Regions from separate parts of the Sus scrofa genome. Here region 1 is linked to region 2. A link is a contact called in public HiChIP or PLAC-seq data. All regions are on one chromosome and are shown on one strand. The core of a region is the stretch at or near the end of the contact, and the rest is flanking DNA. Distances in the headings are between cores, read along the strand shown. Region 1 holds the start of PDK4 (pyruvate dehydrogenase kinase 4). Region 2 overlaps ASB4 (ankyrin repeat and SOCS box protein 4).

Region 1 (2,849 bases), core at 249-2,748, 44 kb after region 2:
AAGAATTCTCACTCAGATCCCTGTCTTAAAACTAGATACTGTTTCAGAATGGTTCATCACTTACCAGCTCTTAACTAATTGCACTGAAGAGGTATTTACTAATCGATCAGGGAGGATATAAATTTCCTTCAGGATATTGGCTAGCCTCACAGGCAACTCTTGTCGCAAAAATGCAAAAGAGGTTCTTTCACATGCATTTTCTGAACCTGTAATAAAATATTATTTAGTTTTTGGGAAAATGTATAAATTATATATTTGAGTAGTATTAACTATCCAATATTGAGCACACACATAAATATATTACAAAATTATATTTCACTCTCAGTTGGGTTACTACTTATAGGTAATTCAAGAGTAAGCATCTTCTTTATTATCTTTTGTCTTTTTCTTTCTTAAAAAGTGACCAAATATGACAAATATTATTTTTTCTTTTTGACAAAGATTCTCTTTTCATAATACCCCCCAATATGAATCTTAGTATTCATAAAAGAGTGCAGGATTCAATCAAATGATGATGTCAAGGAGACATCATTTATATAGTCTTAGATGAAACTGGAGTGAGGGGATAAGGGGAGGGGTGGGAATCCTGATGTTTCCAGACTGGCGATAAATAATACCACATTTAAATCCTTGAAATTTTCTTTATGAGATTTCTGCAGAAAGTTTGTAAATATTTGCAGCAGTAATGCAAATATATGGATGGTAAAGAGACAAATTTGTTAGGAATGCAGCGAGATGAACCCTGTGGAGGGATGAAGGGTGGCTCAAGGCTAAAAATCTCAATTAATCTGAGGCTAGTTTATAATATTAGGAATCTTCTTCAAGATGTAGTATGCCCTGAAGAAGGGTATAAAGTTGTTAAATGGTGACTGAAAGCAAAAAGTATTTTGACTGAAAATTTTGTACAGTAAGAGAAAAAGATGAGCTCAAACCATCCAGCATGTCAGGCTGCAAGTGGCCTTGGCCTGCAGGCACTGTCAGAAAGAAAGCAAATCTAACAAAAGGCAAAGTGTACTAGTGTTGAGGTTCCAGGGTTTAATAGGAAAGTATACCCCAGGTGTTTTATGTAATGGACCCAGCCCTCCCTACACAAGGTCTGAAAGTTTAAGGCAGCTTCCAAGTCCCTGCACCCCAAGCTGGGCCTTATGTCCCCACTCACCGAAGTCCAGCAGCTGCTTTATGGACAGCGGGGATGGGCTGTAGCGCGAGAAATGCTCGACCTCTCGGGGAACCAGGGAGCCAGCGCTGCGCATCACAAAGCGAGCCGCTTTCATCCTGATGCCTGTTCCAGACTGGAGCTGAGGCTGGTTGGAGGGGTGAAGGCTGCCAGAAGCAGGACCTAGGACCTTGTAGGGCGCGGGAGGGGCACGTCCCTGCGGAGAGAACAGGTGGGGTGGTGCTCCCAGACCTAGGCTGAGGTTCCGGGGTGCTTCTTGGTGGAGGAATGAGGCACTGAGTCGTAGGAGCAGTAGGTAGCCTGAGACTCAGATTGGTGTCCTGTCACCACCCGCGCCTCCCAAGGTTTTATTTGTTCCCCTGCACGCCGCCCCCCCCCCCAACTCCAAAGGGGAGGAGTCACTGGGACTAGGAGAAGCTTCCTGAACTTAGGTCCAGGCCACTCAGCTCCGATAAAGAACTTTGGGCCCCGCCCCACGGACGCGGAGGCTTTGTGCTGGAGGCTGTAAGGGATAAAGGGGTGGGAGGAAGTCGACCTCAGGAGGTGAATAGAATTAAGATCCGCAGTTTGGAGGAGGACTCCGGATAGCGTGGGCGGGGCAGTGGGGGCGGGGCGGCCCAAGCTTGTCCTTGTTTACCAGTGAGAAGCTGTGACAGTGTCACGCATTCTTGGCCAGAAACTATTTCCAAGAATCTGGGCTCCAGAATCTCATTGGTCGTTGCTAAGAGCGCGGCTTTTACAGTAGCTAATCAGCTGTGTCTAAAAGTATGGGATTCTCTGCTGTTGGACAGCGAAAATATTCCATTCCTGGATAGTACACGTTGTAAGGAACTGGAAGTTCCTTTTGCAGACTTGAGGCGCAGCCCAAAGTACGTTTACTTTCTTGTGGTGACAAAACATTAATTTGTTTATTCCCAGTAATACATTCTCTCCATTAGGTTTAACAGTTAATTAAAAACAAAATTAAAAAGGGATTAATTCGTCAGTTTGACTCACTTTTTTCCCCTCCCATCAGAGAATTTGCTCCCTCTTTCTTCCTGTGTGAAATGTACTTAATCCAAACCTTTGCCGAAGACATTCTTTCCCACCCGTAAATGTCCAGCACAAACTCTATGCTGCAAGATATCTTCCTAATTGCCTCTCCCCGCTCCTTCTTCCGAATATGGCTTTTGTCACTTATGACATTAGTTGTAGCTATTTATGTTCTTATTTTGTCCCTCTCCCTGAAAGAGATCAGGTTTGGAACCATGTCTGGTATATCTTTCGGATTGCTTACTCTCTTTGTTGCTACCCAGGCTTAAACAGTTGCAAAAATTTGGGGAAAATTCCACATTGCCTTTCCAATTGATGTATAGTTGATTTTACAATGTTGTGTTAGTTTCAGGTGTCAGCACAGTGATTCAGGGATGTGTGTGTGCTGTTTCAGATTCTTTTCCCTTCTAGGTTATTGCAAAATACTGATTATAGTTCCCTGTGCTATATAGTAGATCCTTGTTGGTTATGTATTTTACGCATAATAGTGTGTATGTTAATCCCAACCACCTAATTTATCCCTCTTCCCCCGTTTCCCCTTTTATAACCATAAGTTTGTTTTCTATATCTGTGGATCTATCATGTTTTGTCAATAAATTCATTTATATATATTTTAGACTCCACATATAAGTTATATAAG
Region 2 (2,934 bases), core at 215-2,714:
TATGCAATTATCCAAGATCACTTAGCTAATTAAGAGGTATAAGAGGCTTCAAGTTCGTTCCATCCCATATCAATGCCTATGTTTTTTGTTTCTAAACCACTATACATGACTATAATTGTGGACAAGTTGAATTTGACAGACTAATGAAAGAGCAGGATGGAGAAGTCCAACGGAATTATAACAATGAGGAGAAAGTTACTGGGCAGGCAGAGCAGGCAGTGTGTGAATGCACAAGACTGTGCATTCAGAAAACTATAGTGCAAGACAGTACTAGGAAAGTGCTGGATATATTCGAAGATGAAGAAATTCTAACAGTTTGACCTCAGAAAGTTCTACAGTGCCCCCCTTTTAATGGACCTATTTTGTCTACAGGAATAGGTCTGTAAGAATGAAATCTTGTGATCTACATTGGGTTGTCCTTAAGATACTCCACAATATTTTGGCAGCTGTTTGCTATTAGAGTCCAAGACAGGTGGACCTGGGTTGCCTTCCCACAGGACCCAGGAGCTTAAGGTCATTCCGATAACCCCTTTTCTGTTTACTGGAAACTCCAAAAGCCCCCTGAGAGGCCCCTGGGGTCAGGCTGACTAATCTCTCCTTCTGCTCAGGTTGTGCTCTTCTGGAAAGGCAGTGTGAGGGAGAGGGAGTGAATCAGCCCCTTCAGGCTGTCAGTACCCAGGACTGGAGCTAATCTGCGTTATCTTAGTTCCCACAGGGTGAGTAATCATGCTGAGCCGGAAGAGCTAACCCTGGAAAACAGGTGCAAGGATCCAAAAGGAGACCTTTGTGACCATAATAGCAGGTTAGCCGACACTTAGTTGATATTTACTCCTTGCCACAGAAGATTTTTTGGACCATGGTCTGTAGGAACATTCAGGTTCCCTAAAATTGATCTCTGCACCCGTTATTCGAGCATCTCAGAAACACCAGCAATGTGACCAGCCAGGACCCAAGGACCTGCCCAGCTTGTGGGGACTTGAGCAGCAGGTCTTAACTACAGTCTTCCTCTTGACACTCTGGAGGGGCAGGAGTTAACAAGGAGTGACTAATCCAGGCCCTCCCTACTGGGCTACACACACAAACATGTTTTTGAAGTCCTGTATATACTCAGCAGGGAACACACTGTTCTCTCTGGGTGGTTGCCAGAAACTTATGAGAGAGTCAGATTGATGCCAAGAACAGAGACCAGGGCCTCTCTCCCGCCTCAGCAGGGGACACTGTGAGGTGCTGGGTGGCCACCGCTCCTCCCTGCTCCCCTAGCCTTCCAAACCAAGCCTACAGACTATTTTTCTGCACTGTTCAACCTCTTGGTTAGTGTTTAAATGATTATCAGAAACCACTATATATCTTTGGACAACTGTAATCACACTATCCAAAGCCAAATGCAAATGTGTTCCTTCTACTTTCATGCTTTGGCATCTCAGCCTCAGGCTATGAAAAATAGCCATCAACCTTTCCCATTTCATACAGGTACAAGCAGAGTTTGAGTTGCTGCCCTCCCAAGTTAGCCCTCTGCTGGAGCTTTGGCAAAGAACACAAGGATTGCTTAAAATTCAGTAAGTGCAGGTAAAGTGGTGAGAAAACCTTTACCTTCTCTCAGAGGAACACTTCCTTGAGGTCTTCCTAAACTTCCATGTCTTCATTTGGCTCATCTCTATAACCTAATATTTTAAAATATTTCTTCCTTTATAGTAATATTTTTAAATAAATATTTTAGGAGTTCCCTGGTGGCTGAGTGGGTTAAGGATCAGCAGGTGTTTTCACTGCTGTGGTGCAGGTTTGATCACTGGCCCAGGAACTTCTGTATGCTGCAGGAGCAGCCAATAAGTAAGTAAGTAAGTAAATAAATAGATATTTTAAAGTAAGCTTTTAATATATCCCTATATTTGTATAGGGCATCGCTTCCTGTTTGAAAACTATTTGCATAGTTCTCTAAGTTTCTAAGATTCAACTGCTTTTTTGGTTTATGGAATTGAGATTAACCATGATACATTTACATGGTGTCAATTATCTGAAATGTAGGCATTCACCCAATTCATCCATCTATCCATTCATTTATTCACCTATCCATCCACCCATCCAATAATTTTAAAGTCCCTATAAGTAACTCATCAGTCTTTATAGCACTGAAGTTGAGAGAGAATCCACAGTAATTAAGAGACGATAAATGTCACACAGATCCCTGTTGCTTATTAAGCAACTGAAAATAGAAAAGCTCAGGGGAGAATGATCTGTGTGAAAGTTAAAGATTCTTCCATGGAGTGATTTTACCAACCATATGCATCTGCAAAATATAGAAAGCCAAGCCCAGGCAAGATAAGCTCATTCTGTGCTCAGGACCTGCTAATTGGCTTCACATGTATGTGGATGGAACCCTCATGGGGCTAGATTCCCATATGGGGAGAGAAATGAGATAATTCACTGAAAGATATGTCTGAGTCAGACTGAGGGAACTGTTATGAACTGGGCTGTGGCTATAATCAGCGTTAGTGCGAGGATGACACTTTAGGGAGATATTGATGGTCAAGATGCGTTGAGTTTGAATGCTGTTTTTCCATTTCCTAAGTATGACCTTGGGCTGTTTGTTCACATTATTTATTCAGTAAATATTTATCGAGCCCTGTTATGCACCAGGCATGGTGTGAGGTGATGGAAATTCTCTTGCCCTCACAGTATAACACTGATCATTTTTTGAGCTTCACTTTCCTAATCGTAACAATAGCTATCCTTCAGAATTGTGTGGAGTTACGTACAAGGCCTATCTGATTAGCTACTGAATGGGACTTTTCTTATTGTCTCAGGACTGGCAACTTGGTTACAAAGTGGGGGGCAAATAGATGATAATTAGAGGACACATAGATGATTAGGATTTATTAAGAGGCAAATTCATTTTCTGCCCCAGTTATCACTCCCTACTCGTTAATCTCATCTGAG

Evidence for each region. HiChIP or PLAC-seq counts read pairs in DNA pulled down with a chosen protein or histone mark.
Region 1: a contact with region 2 is called in an H3K27ac HiChIP or PLAC-seq map of skeletal muscle. The contact joins the promoter of PDK4 here to the enhancer-like site in region 2. A contact is called at or near these places in 1 of 5 promoter capture datasets (liver), 16 of 47 Hi-C or Micro-C datasets (alveolar macrophages, fetal heart ventricle, heart right ventricle and 7 more) and 1 of 2 datasets of contacts at active chromatin or transcription factors (skeletal muscle).

Annotation. Positions count from the first base shown.
Region 1 is chr9:75,258,636-75,261,484 of Sscrofa11.1, forward strand. PDK4 (pyruvate dehydrogenase kinase 4) reads right to left here and starts at 1,499. Exons shown (of 11, transcript NM_001159306.1): 1 at 1,160-1,499; 2 at 65-206. The coding sequence starts at 1,274. The region is part of intron 3 of ASB4 (ankyrin repeat and SOCS box protein 4); the gene reads left to right. The region is part of intron 2 of LOC106504960 (a long non-coding RNA gene); the gene reads left to right.
Region 2 is chr9:75,214,872-75,217,805 of Sscrofa11.1, forward strand. The region is part of intron 3 of ASB4 (ankyrin repeat and SOCS box protein 4); the gene reads left to right. It overlaps LOC106504960 (a long non-coding RNA gene), which reads left to right. Exons shown (of 3, transcript XR_002347047.1): 1 at 1-1,566; 2 at 1,718-2,934. Among named protein-coding and RNA genes, the nearest start is that of PDK4, 44 kb to the right of the region's middle. Within about 2 kb of position 1,465, at least 18 of the 83 cell types and tissues checked have an H3K27ac peak or open chromatin away from gene starts, as enhancers often do. A contact at or near this core is called in liver, omental adipose tissue, retroperitoneal adipose tissue and 1 more, where this site is marked.